2 separate regions of the Mus musculus genome follow, and region 2 is linked to region 1. A link is a contact called in public Hi-C data. All regions are on one chromosome and are shown on one strand. The core of a region is the stretch at or near the end of the contact, and the rest is flanking DNA. Distances in the headings are between cores, read along the strand shown.

The links. A called contact is a pair of places that touch in the nucleus more often than the background predicts.
Region 2: a contact with region 1 is called in a Hi-C map of cerebellar granule neurons, with 2.1 times the contacts expected there. A contact is called at or near these places in 3 of 39 promoter capture datasets (embryonic stem cells, hippocampal neurons and liver), 97 of 484 Hi-C or Micro-C datasets (the 3T3-L1 cell line, 3T3-L1-derived adipocytes, the 63-12 cell line and 56 more) and 18 of 130 datasets of targeted methods (the NIH/3T3 cell line, bone marrow-derived dendritic cells, differentiating embryonic stem cells and 5 more).

The regions. Positions count from the first base shown.
Region 1 is chr19:23,865,247-23,871,408 of GRCm38.p6, forward strand. The region is part of intron 1 of Apba1 (amyloid beta (A4) precursor protein binding, family A, member 1); the gene reads left to right. Among named protein-coding and RNA genes, the nearest start is that of Gm34076, 49 kb to the right of the region's middle.
Region 2 is chr19:23,939,337-23,945,498 of GRCm38.p6, forward strand. Apba1 (amyloid beta (A4) precursor protein binding, family A, member 1) reads left to right here. Exons shown (of 13, transcript NM_177034.3): 11 at 4,675-4,794; 12 at 5,550-5,690. Among named protein-coding and RNA genes, the nearest start is that of Gm34076, 25 kb to the left of the region's middle.

The DNA.
Region 1 (6,162 bases), core at 1,320-3,819:
GTCTGGACAGTTTGGGATTGGGGTTCAGGCTCGGGGTTGGTTTTGTTTTGTTTGTTCTGGGCTCCTCTTGCCTGCCCTTACTTTCTCTTTTAGCACTTCTGTGCCTGGTAGCACACCCACCAAACCCATTTTGTGTACCTGGATAAAGTACAGCTCCTTGTGGGTTTTGTTCTGTTCAGAAACTCAGCCAATGAGAAGTGAGATCTTAATCCTCTTCCTAAATTTGTATAGAAAGACCCCTGATGGGTCAGCTGACTAAGTGTAGGCGGAATGAACAAGGCGGGCAGGTGCCAGTCTTAGAGTACTGAGGGTGGTACAGAGGAAGAGACCGGAGACTTGCAGTAAGCTGCGGAGCCCCCACAGGTGTCTTGGAGGCTGACTAAAGAGCCTCACATTGGATTCTAGGCTGTGCACCCAGGCCTGGGTGAGAATGGACAGACAGGAAGGTGGACGTTCATATTCATCACTTTATTTGCAGCAGGTACCTGGGCACCATTCTCTGAAGATTGAGTCAGTACTATGCCCTAGAAGATGAGGGCTGATGCTAAATCGGGCACTTTAAAGTCCTGTTTTTAAATTGATTATATCTTGTAGTTATCGTCATCGTGTACCGTGTTAACACTGGGCACTATAGTAGGGACATTTTTATTTGGGCAGTCCTACTGTGCACAAGATTTAAGAACCCCTGTGTGTCAGGTGAGGCATGGGCCAAGAAACTGTGGTTGGATGCTGGCTGACAGGAAGCTCTTCTGTGAATTTTATTTTCATATATACCCTCTTTGCTTGTGTCATTGTGAACTTGTCTAAAGACACTTCGCTATATGGCAGCCTTTTGGATGCATACGTATAACGGAGTGCTAGAATGTCTGTTCTGAATCTTAGAGGGTGTTGAAATCGACTACTTTTGTATTATTTTCAGCTACACTGAGTAGCAGAAACTCAGCCAACAAGCGGCGGGGAAGCAAAGAGCCTCTGCCACCTGCCATAAGGAATATTTAGGCATGACTTGTAATTTCTGTGGTGGTGGTTGAAACGTGAGCAAGTGTTTCCAGAGGGTTCCAGAAATATCCCTTAAAGGTGCTATGAGTACTGAAAGGACTGACTTCCCCATTTCACCAGCTTTTTTCATAGATGCTGCAAAAGGAAAGGCCCATTCGGCTTCAGAATCAAAATCCAGTGAGGGCGGTAGAAGCCAGTATTGGCATAGGCTTTTCTGATGCAGGGGGTTGGCTCCCTAGAAACCTCTCCTTGTTCTATTCTTGTGACAGACATGGGCATTTGATCTATGTCTGTTTCATCCAGAAGGAAATGGAGTTTAGGATCCATGAAATGCATGTCAAATTATTTGGATCTAAACTAATGTGATTTTCTGAAGTGTTTGTGAAATACTCCTTTGGATGCAAACTGTAATGAGCGAGACATCTAATTAGCACACTGGGCTAAGCAGAAAGAGCTAGACATTGTCGAGATAGCAGAGCAGCACGTGGCTGCAGTGTGCAGAATTCAGGAACAAGCCAGAGTGGACAAGTTCAAACCCCAGCCTCACCACTCACTTGACTTCACTCAACCTACCCGCTTCTAAGTTTCCTTCTAGTAAAGTTGAAGGCCAGCAGTGACCTAGAGCTGTTTTAAGGATGAATAGTAGTTGAGCACGAATAGTATCCTCTGGCCATAGGAAATGACATTCACCGCCTGGAGCATGTGCCCTTGATGTGTGGGCCCAGCTACTGGGTATGTTGAGCACAGCGGCTTCATCTGCAGGCCAGGCTGGGAAGGAGGCGGGGCATATGACCAGGCTTTTCCTGCATTCTATAATTCTCCACTTCCTGATGCTTTCTGCATGTCTTTGCCCTCTCACGAGTAGGGAAGCCAACAACAGTGAGAAGCTGAGATACCCTGGAAGCTGTGCTCTACCAACAGATAGGGAGCCCAGCAAAATGGGAGGAGGGAGGCAGAGGGCCCACAGCCTGCAGCTCAGCGCATGCTCAGAACTGTCAGGGCGTCTCTGTTCATCAGCTATCAACCGCAGGCCGAGGACTGCCATGAGCAGCTTGAAACCCGTGGGGTGCCATTCGTGGAAGCCAAGAACCCCTGATAATTGAGCACCAGAGGAAGAGCTTTGACCTTGAAGAAGTGAACCCGGTGCAGTCAGAAACAATTTGACCGCTTTCCGAGGTGCAATTGGATGTCTGGGGCCGCAGAGCTGAGTGTCCCTGAAAGGAAAATGAGACGAAGGATATCTTGGCTAGTGATATATTTGGAAGTGAAGACGGCTCACTTGCCCTTCTGCCTCTCCCTAGTCATCCTCAGAAGACTGCCGAGTTTCTATAATTCCTAAGAAATTATCTATCTTAAATACAGAGATGGTCTGATTTCACTCGTACATTTGGATAGTTTTGAGATCCAAAGGAGGCACTCAACATAACTAAAGTTGTATAATTTTCCTTGGAAGATTGTTTGGCAGCTTCTTAACAAGACTAAAAATATGCTTACCATACGTATGATTCATCATTTAACCACTTGGTACTGGCCCAAATGTGTTGAAAAAAAAGTTTCCATAGAAATTGCACACAGGGATGCTTATAGCAGCATTGATCCTAATTGACAAAACGTATCAGCAGCCAAGACGTCCTTCAGATGGTACATGAGTTTTAAAATTAGCATTCTACACTAAAAACAAGTGAGCTATCAAGGCACGAAAAGGCATGGAAGACTCCCCGGTGTATATACTATGCGGAGCTGTCTGAAATGTTCATACTAATGGATCAATTACGTGTGTTCCTCAGCTTATAGCAAGGCTCAATCCCAATGAACTGGCTGTAAGTTGAAGACATCATTAAATCCACAGTGCATTTACTGCCCCTAGCCTGCTAAACATCTTTGGTTGGCAACAGGGCACACTGTAAGATACCAGAGTTTCCCTGCAGATCTCCTAGCTGCCTGGGATGGTATAGCTCACTGGGGCTGCCCAAGCACCTCCTCCAGGATGTATCTTTTATTGCTAAGCTGGGAAGGGACCAAGATGCAAAGTTTGGAATACTGTCACTACAGCATGCATATTGCTGTAAATATCAGAAAGTCAAAAAAAATGCCTAGGTCAGCCATCATAGGTGGAGAGGGTTGTCTGTATAAGATGTTCTGGAAAAGGCAGCACTATCAAGGCAGAGAGCAGTCAGTGATCCCCAGAAGCTGGGTTAAGGGATGGTTGGGAGAAAGAGGAGCCCAGAGAGCTTGAAGAGCAGTGAATGTGCTCTGCGTGGTGGTATGGGGGTAGTGCAGGTTCGAACATCTATCAGGACTCATAGAACACACACCAGGCCTGAAGCCCAGTGTAAGCGCTGGACATGTTCACTGCATAGTGACTTGCCGGTGTGGTTCACAGACCGCAGCGAATGTGCCGCTCTGGTGGCGGTGATGGTGGTTGGGAAGGCTGGGGGCCGGTGTGGAGAAGGGGGTCTGTGTGGGAGCTTGCTGTGTTCGTGCCTCAGTTCTGCTGTGAACCTCGACTGCTCTAAGGAGTCTTTAGTTTTTAAAAACTGTGTTGTTTTGTGCATGTTTATTAGCCCTGCCATAAATTGTCACACTTTGAAAACAGTTTCTGGAAATATTTTTATCCAAAGAGGATTATTTTAAATAAGAGCAGAACATACGCTCACCTCTAAGCAAGATGCTCATAATTGGAGCTAAGAAGAAAAAAATAAATGTCAACGCGCTTATGAAGTAAAGGGGAAGGAAACTGCTTTTCTTCCGTGCGATTATTCCTTGTGTGAGAACCTGCACTAAAGTCTCTCCTCCCCTTTCTCTTGGTTTAACAGTAGTGATTTGTTCTGTAACTTCCAGTGCGCTGGGCTCTCTTAGGTACTTTGCAATATGTTGACTTAGCCATTATTAGCTAGAGACTCATCCATTCATTCACTCAAAAATATTTACTGACCTATAACTCAATAGCAAGGAAACAACAATGCAAAAAGAAAAGAAAAAAAAAAGAGGAGGGAATCACTTAACTAGACATTTCTCTAAAGATGTGGTACAAATGGCCAGTAGATATGAAAAGGCATGGCCAGCATCACGGATGACAAGTGCCAATCAAAATCACAACAAGGTGTCAGCTCACCCGCTAGGATGGCCCCTCCAAAAACAAAGATGCTTTGCTGCAGATGTAGAAAAACTAGAAGCTTTGTGTTTTTCTGGTGAGGCTATAAATTCTTACTCCTGCTATGGAAAATTGTATCAAGATTCTTTTTCTTAAAGATTTATTTATTTTGTTATGTGTATTGATATCTTAACCACATATCTGTCTCTACGAGCATGCCAGATCCCCTGGACCTGGAGTTACAGACAGTTGTGAACTGAATGTGAGCTCTGGGAATTGAACCCTGGGTCTTCTGGAAGAGCATCTAGTGCTCTTAACCACTGAGCCATCTCTCTAGCATATATATATATAATGGACATAGCTTATTACCCAGCAACCTCATTTCTTGGTACTTATCTAAAAGAATTGAAATGAAGATCTCACAGAAATATCCACACTCACATGTTCTCTGTAGCGCTATTCACAATAGCCAGGATGCACAAACAGCTTAAATGCCCAGTGACGAAGAAAGAAGATATAAAGTTGATGCGTATAGTCGAATAGTATTCTTGCCATTTGCAGCAACACGGATGACTCTGGAGGACATGCTGCCAAATGAAATAAGCCAGTCACAGAAACACTTCCATGAAAAATCTAATATAGTCAACTGACAGAAGGAAAGGATAGAGGGCAGCTGCCAGAACCTGAGAAGTGGTGGGGAGAAGCTGCCATTCAACAGGTAGAAAGATTCAGTAATACAAAGTAAATAATGCCCACATCTCTGCTGTATATATTACTTAAGGTTAACATCACTATATTACACTGTTTAAATCTGTTAGTGTATACCCCACACCCTGTGTTGTCCTGTAATAATAATAAGTCAATGAACACTAGATAAGTATCGCACACTGTTCCTCTGGGGACATAGTATATGGAATCTAGTAAAATGTACGGGGATGGGGAGGAAGATAAATGACTGTATAGTATGTCTGGAGACCCATAAAAGTACTGTGCTGGGGACTGTGATTTGGAGAACTTCTCTTATATGGTGACATTTGAGCAGACTCATAACAAGAATAAGTTGTCTCTTGTCTGGGGGACAGTAAATTCAGGCAGAGGGACAGAGAATGCAGAGGAAATGCTGGCATTTCATGAAATTACAAGGAGGTCCCTGTGGCTGGGTATATATGTGTAGAGGTGGAGGTCAAAGGTCAGTGAGGGTAGAATGAGACATCACTATATTATTAAAAGAGATACATGATCTAACTTACATTTAGGCATGGTTGCTGAAGCCTAGAAATCAATTGCCCGTCTCCTGGTAAAGGATGGTGGCAACTTTAATGAGGAATAAGAACAGTTAAGTTAGTTCTTGGCCGAGTTTGAAGGTAGGAATGGTGAGTGTCTCACAGATTTGCTCGAGTGTGGAAGAAAGGACTGAAGAATGATGCCAAGGGTTTGAGCTACTGGAATCATCATGGAAGTGATAGTAGAAAGAACAGGTTTAGGGGGAGAAAGACAGAAGTCTGGCTTTTTTGTTCCTAGTTCCTTCCCCCCTGAAACCCTCTATCCCATCCCGCCTACCCCTGCTTCTATGGGGGTGTTCCCGCACTCCTGCCTCCCCACCCTCGAATTTCCCTACACTGGGGCATTGAACCTTCACAGGATCAAGGACCTCTCCTCCCATTGATGCCCGACAAGGCCATCCTCTGCTACATATATACAGCTGGAGCCATGGGTCCCTCTATGTGTACCCCTTGGTTGGTGGCTTAGTCCCTGGGAGCTCTGGGGGATCTGGTTGGTTGATATTGTTGTTCCTCCTATGGGGCTGCAAACCCCTTCATCTCTTTCAGTCCTTTCTCTAACTCCTCCACTAGAGATCCTGTGCTCAGTCCAATGTTTGGCTGTGAGCATCTGCCTCTGTATGTGTCAGGCTCTGGCAGAGCCTCTCAGGAGACAGCTATATCAGGCTCCTGTCAGCAAGCACTTCTTGGCATCCACAGTAGTGTCTGGGTTTGGTGACTGTATATGGGATGGATTCCTAGGTGGAGCAGTCTCTGGATGGCCTTTCCTTAAGTCTCTGCTCCACACTT
Region 2 (6,162 bases), core at 2,500-4,999, 75 kb after region 1:
TCTGGTGTTGTCATGGTGACCTTTACTAAAAGGCAGGAGCACTGCCCATTGGCGTGCCTTCTCCCCTCTCTCCTGTGAACACATTACTTGTGTGTGCATGTGAGAACGGCAAGGGGCTGTGTGGTCCAGACAGTGAGCAGGACCTCAGCCAGGAGCTAGGCCTAGCAAGAAGTGATGACTGGCCCCACAGTTACAGAAGACAAGGGCTATGCACTGAGCACTGACCAGAGGGTGGTTGTAGATTCGCTCACCAAACTCATGGCTTTCTGGTTGCTCGTGAACTTCTAATGTAGCAGGTACTATGCTCACCCGCTGCACAACGAGACACCGAGGCACAGAACAATGATTACATAGCTGGCCCTTGGTATAGACAGATCACTCACCAGTGAACAATAATATGATCCCAAGACAGCAGTGTCCAGGGAAGGTGTCTGTCCAAGTGCACATCCTTAGCCACAGGTACTAATGCATGCCCCAGAAGACGGGAGACTGTCTTGGCTGTCCCACTGTGAGCAAGTTACGAATACAGGCACATCCTACAATGCATAGAACAGCCCCTGCACTGCCAATCTCGAGAGTCTGTGTGTGAGTGCAGAGTTCAGATGCGAGAGAGAACATGGTGAGTGAGGTTGGTGAGGGTAACTTTATGGGCAGCTGATCTAGGTCTGGAAAGGCTATGGCTTTGAGGGAGGGGTATTATAGACTGAATATGTCCCCTTAAAATACATGTCAAATAACCCAGGGGATTTGGGGGAGGTGACTAGGTCCTAAAGGTGATGTGTTCATGAATCGCATCAGCGCCTTTGTGCAAGGGATGCTACAAGCCTCTCTTCCTCCATGTGAAAGCAACAAGAAGACAGCAGTCTGTAGCCCAGGGGAGCCCCCTCATCGTCACCTGGCTGCCAGCACCCTCATCTCAGACTTCTGGCCTGTGTGACTAGTAGAAGTAATGCTACCCAGTGTATGATATTTCGTTGTGGCAGCCCACGGTGACTGAAGAGAGAGAGAGTGGGGGCGGGGCAGCAGAGGGAACGTGAGTGAAGACGGGGATGGGCCTGCATTTGAGAAGCAGGAATCTCTGATGACTCCCAGCCTGGCGTCAGAAGCTGGCCTTCCCAGAAGCCACCCTGTACCAGAAACTCCAAAAGCTTAGAGCTCCCAACTGGCCATTCATTGGAACCCAACTCTCCTCTTACCTGTCCCCATTGCCCTCTAAATGGCACAGACACAACAAGGGTCATAGTGTCCATGTGGTCAAGCTGATCCTACCGCTTAGGGACTCCACACTGTCCACAGACCACTAACTCAGTCAAGAAAAAAGCAAAACTCAGGCTTCCTGGGGGTGGGAGAGGAGGGAAAGTTTGTTTGAGGAGCCAAACGTTGATGTCTGTAAATGGAGTTGCCATGGATTCAGAAGATGAAAATGCCGCATGACAATGAAAGACTGTTGACGAGGGCCTGAGAAAGCTGCCTGCTTCTCTGTGGCCTCCCTCACAGAGATGTGCACAGCAGGCAGGGACAGTCAGAGACTGCCAGGCACTCAGTGCCCCAAGATACTCAGCTCTGTTGAGCTGAAAAAAATCAGATAGCCTACCTATGGCTCTTCTTCGCTGTGGAACATTTGCCACAACCTGCTGGAACCCACGATACTAAACGAAGACACACTCAGTAGGTTTAGTGCCATTTTTTATTGCTCTCTAGACATCACCCACTTTGTGCCTGGACCTAGACAGATGCTCACACTGTCCAACCCCAGACCCCTCAGCTACTGCCAGGGGATGTCTGGACTTCAGAACACTACTGCAGTGCTGTTTATTTCAGTAGATCCCAGTGTGCTTTATTATTATATACCCAGCATCTTGCATCTTGACCAATCATGGCTTCTCACACATGAGCCACCCAAGGATGCTGTTAAAGATACTGGTCGTGTTCTGACAAGGCTTAAGTGGGGCTCTACCTTTCAGCAAACTCTCAGGGAGTCTTCTGGCCTGCACTTTGGAAACAGGCATCTAAAGCTATGTGTTCTGTGTCTTACCACTTCAATGCTAATTGCCCCACCCCCACTGCAGGAAGTAGACTGTTTCTAGTTACAGAAACCCTCTACATTCTTTTGTGCCTAGCTCTTTTACCTTTCCAGGTGTAATTTATTCCTGAAGCACCGCCACTGGTAGGCAAAGCATGCTAGCATCCGTCTCGGTTCACGCCATTACCTCCAAGTCCTGCTCTCTAGACGTCTGTTCCTTTCCAGCCTAGTGCCCAGCTTCCCTGTCCTTCTCAAGAGTATCTTGGTTCTGCTCTGGTTGCTATAGAGACCACTCTTCCTCCTTTCTCGCTGTGTTTCTTAATTCACGGCATCATTCACTGTTGTCATGGGGATGAAATGACCACTTATTTAATTGGCACCTCCAACAAAATGGCAGGTAGGAAATCTAAGTTAATGGGACCCAACTTGAACGCTGATTAGGCTCAGCAGAGCAGAGCGTACCCTGGTTATTTCAGACCGCCACCTCCTAAGCTTTACGCTGGAGCACATTTTCTCCAGCCTTGAAGTTATTTTGCTGAGGCATTTTGAATCAGTTCGCCAGAGCAATGTGGGAAGGCCTACAGTCCCTTTGGTCAAATCCTGTCACTCTCTGCTCTGGTTTTCCACAAACTCCTGATCTTACAGTGTGTGGTCTTCAGGGGGAAATACTGGATGAATGTAGTGGGACTCAAGCTGCCTTGGCCACCACCCAGTCTTAGTTCTGATACTCTCTGTGTGACCTCTCTTAGCCTCTTCTTCTCCCTTCCCACTTCTTAGACCTAGAGAATCTTATTCCTTCTAGTGCCTAACCCATTCCTTGGTATGTAAGTGACTTTTAAATGAACAAAGAGTAGGTGCTCAAGAAAAAAATATAATCTGCATGTGGCAAAGGCCCGGACTGTCATGCTTCATGATACCATAGGCTGTGATGTCAGGGAGTCTGAGTTTGAAGCTTTTAAGCTTTTAATGGCTGTTTCAGCATAGACTGAGGCATTTTGGAAGAACTATCTAGACCTGACAGAGACTTCAGTGTCACCATGTAGAAAACAGTGGAGAAGGTAAGATAGAGCAGAGTGCCTACGAGCCTCCTGTTACAGAAGCAGAAATATGAGATGAGCTCTGGTCTAGGGACAGCAGCTCTGTCCTCCTCACCTGACTATGCTTGTCCCACTGCTGGGAGCAGAAAGCCAGACCTTCTCTCTCCCTTGCTGACATGACAACAAGACTTGTCCACAGAAGGCCCAAATCTGTCATTGGTGTCTGATGCAGGAAAAGCACATGCCATTCATTCCACCACATTGAAAATACTACTCCCTTAAGGAGGGTGTTTCCTAGCCCCAGAGTACTGGGGGCACTGGTGATACCTGCATTGGCTTGAACATCAAGTCACAGTGGGTTGCTACCTCTAGGGGACATCGTGGGCCTGAATGAAATCTAGCTTTCCTCAAATCCCTGCTCCTTCTAATTGTTGCTCTCTCGGAGAAGAACATACTCACCCACCTCCAAACCCCTTTCCCTTGCTCCCTTGGAGGGAAGTCTAAGCTGATCTTGAGCCATTTCTTAAGCAGCTGATCTTGGCAGATAGGAGTCCAGGCAGGCAGGCATTTCCTGGATGCTCTGATCTCCCAGCCTCAACTGTAGCAGCAGGGCTTCCGGACACACCAGTGTGGTCCATTTGCTCCAGGACGCCAAAATCATCCTTTTTCTCGGCACTGTGTTTCTTGAACTGGGATTTGGAGCACCAGCTGGAGAGCAGGTGTGGGGAGAGGCTCCGAGAGCTTTGAGCGTGCTCCCCTCAGAGTACCTGCTCTGGCAAGCAGGAGGCAGCCCGGGCAGCACAGGCCTTCCTCAGAGACAGCAACACTGGAGGGAACGTGTTCATATTTAGGATGGGTTCTTTCCTCTGGCCCTCATTTCTCAGCACATAGCTGATGAGGTAGTAGGTGAGCCTACCTGAGGGAGGGATTGTGTGGCTAGTGTGTAGAAAGCTCCAAACAGGCTCTGAAAAACTGTTTCCTGTTCATAATTAAAGACCAGATTTTCTTCGACAATCCATTCTGACCTAGAGGTAGGGTAGGCAGCCAAGGATGAACCCATATACAGTCTCCATGTTTCATTTGTTCACAGTCCACACCTCAAGGAGGCAGAGACTCACTGGAGTATCCTGCTGTGGGAGTGAAGTCCGTGACGTAGGCAATCTCTCTAGACATAGAATGGGAAAGAAGAGTCAGAGACCAGGAAAGATCCGGCTGTGTGGATGGACTGCTTGCTGGGACGTGTACGCCCTTTGTGAGGAGTCACTGCTAGAGTCTGCCTTGTAGAGGAAGAGGCCCATGTCCCATGGGGCCCTCTACCGACTCTGCACACCCCTCACCTTTGAGCACACATAACTCTTCCTTATAGTCAAGGGTGACACAGTCCATTTTCCAAAGTGAAGATGCCATCCACAGGACACCTGTCTCACACAGACTGGGCGGGTTCCAGGGGGCCTCATGGGGACAGCTCCAGCTCACACGCATACAGTAGCAGTGAGATCGTCAGAAGCCTGCAGGTCTGGGTGCTGCCTCTGGGTCAGGCCACGTCGTCTGTCTTTATTTCCTCTGCCTGATGGAGTGGTCACCATCTCCACTGTACTTTATTCATGTGTCAAGGGCTTAAAGAACCAGTCCCGAGTGAAGCTGAATATCGTGAGGTGCCCCCCAGTGACCACAGTGCTAATAAGGAGGCCGGACCTTCGCTACCAGCTGGGTTTCAGCGTACAGAATGGAATTGTAAGTACGAGTTTTCCAAAATTAATAACAACTAAAAATGGAGATATATTGAATATTTTTCTGGCTGGTTCATTCCTTTCATCTTTTCATCCAATAAAGACGTTTGGGGTTTTCAGTTCATTCGCCAGTGGTCACAGCCTAAGCCTGTGCAGCGGCTGGCTGTGCCACCAGTTCCATTCCAGTAAAAAGTGAGTTTAGCCAGGGATCACCAAGTCCCTGCTCTCCCCAAGCCACACCGTGGGACAGAGTAGGTTTCTAGTGCCTCTTTGGTTCACACAATAGTGTTCCTCGAGTACAGGCTACCAGCATCAAACAGTTCCATGGGTAAGCCTGCTTGTGACTATGGAAAGCCGACTGACACACTGGCCACTGCCTGATAGGCCCAACAAGGACAGAAAGTGGTCAGAGTTCAGGACACTAGGAAGGTCACTCCTGCCACATCCCCTGTGCAAAGCTGGTGCACAGTGGGCCTGCAGAACCTCCTTTTGCTGCCACTAAATATGGCTCTAGGGATCAGACACAGAATCTGTCACGCTAGTTAGACATTCAACCGCTGAGCTCCATACCAGGCCACAGAACCCACTGCTCATAACAGGAACCTACAAGATTTACATGGCCCAGGCCTCACCAAGTCAGCTCCTCCGGGGTGTTGATGTTAGGGCACTAGGGTTCCAGGGAAGGCAGTCTTCCACCCTGACGTGGTCCTAAGGTGGGGCACTGCCCATTAGGTGTAATCTGATGTTTGTCTCTGCTAGATCTGCAGCCTCATGAGAGGGGGAATCGCTGAGAGAGGAGGCGTCCGCGTGGGACATCGGATCATCGAAATCAATGGCCAGAGTGTCGTAGCCACACCACACGAGAAGATCGTCCACATCCTCTCCAATGCTGTTGGGGAGGTAGGAAGAAAGCCTGGGGCTGAACGGGGTTGAGGTACCGTGTGGGCCCCTAGTGCCATTCTAGCCTCGCTGGGAACCTTCTGGAGCCTCCTTTCCCCTCCCTAGATGCTCCTTAGTAAGCAGCCCTCTGCCTCAGACCTGGCTGATGGAACCCCTGCCCCCTGCTACCTTCTCTTCAATGCTCACTTTGTGTTAGTACTCTCTGGATCCCCAGATTATCTCATTCTCCCCCCCCAATTAATCCCACCCAGTGTGCTTAGAAGACAAAAATTAGATTCCAGACCCATCAAGCCACTCACCCCCAGTATTGACATGGGCTCACATCTAGTCCTAACTAGATCTCTGGGGCTGCTTTCTTGCTTTAGTAGCTGAGCAGTTTTAGACGGGCTGGTTGGCACTCCCACGTTGCCAAGAAAGGGAAGCAGGCTGCCAGAAGCCAGAGTCCGTCTTCCCATGGTCCCTTCCTTATTTT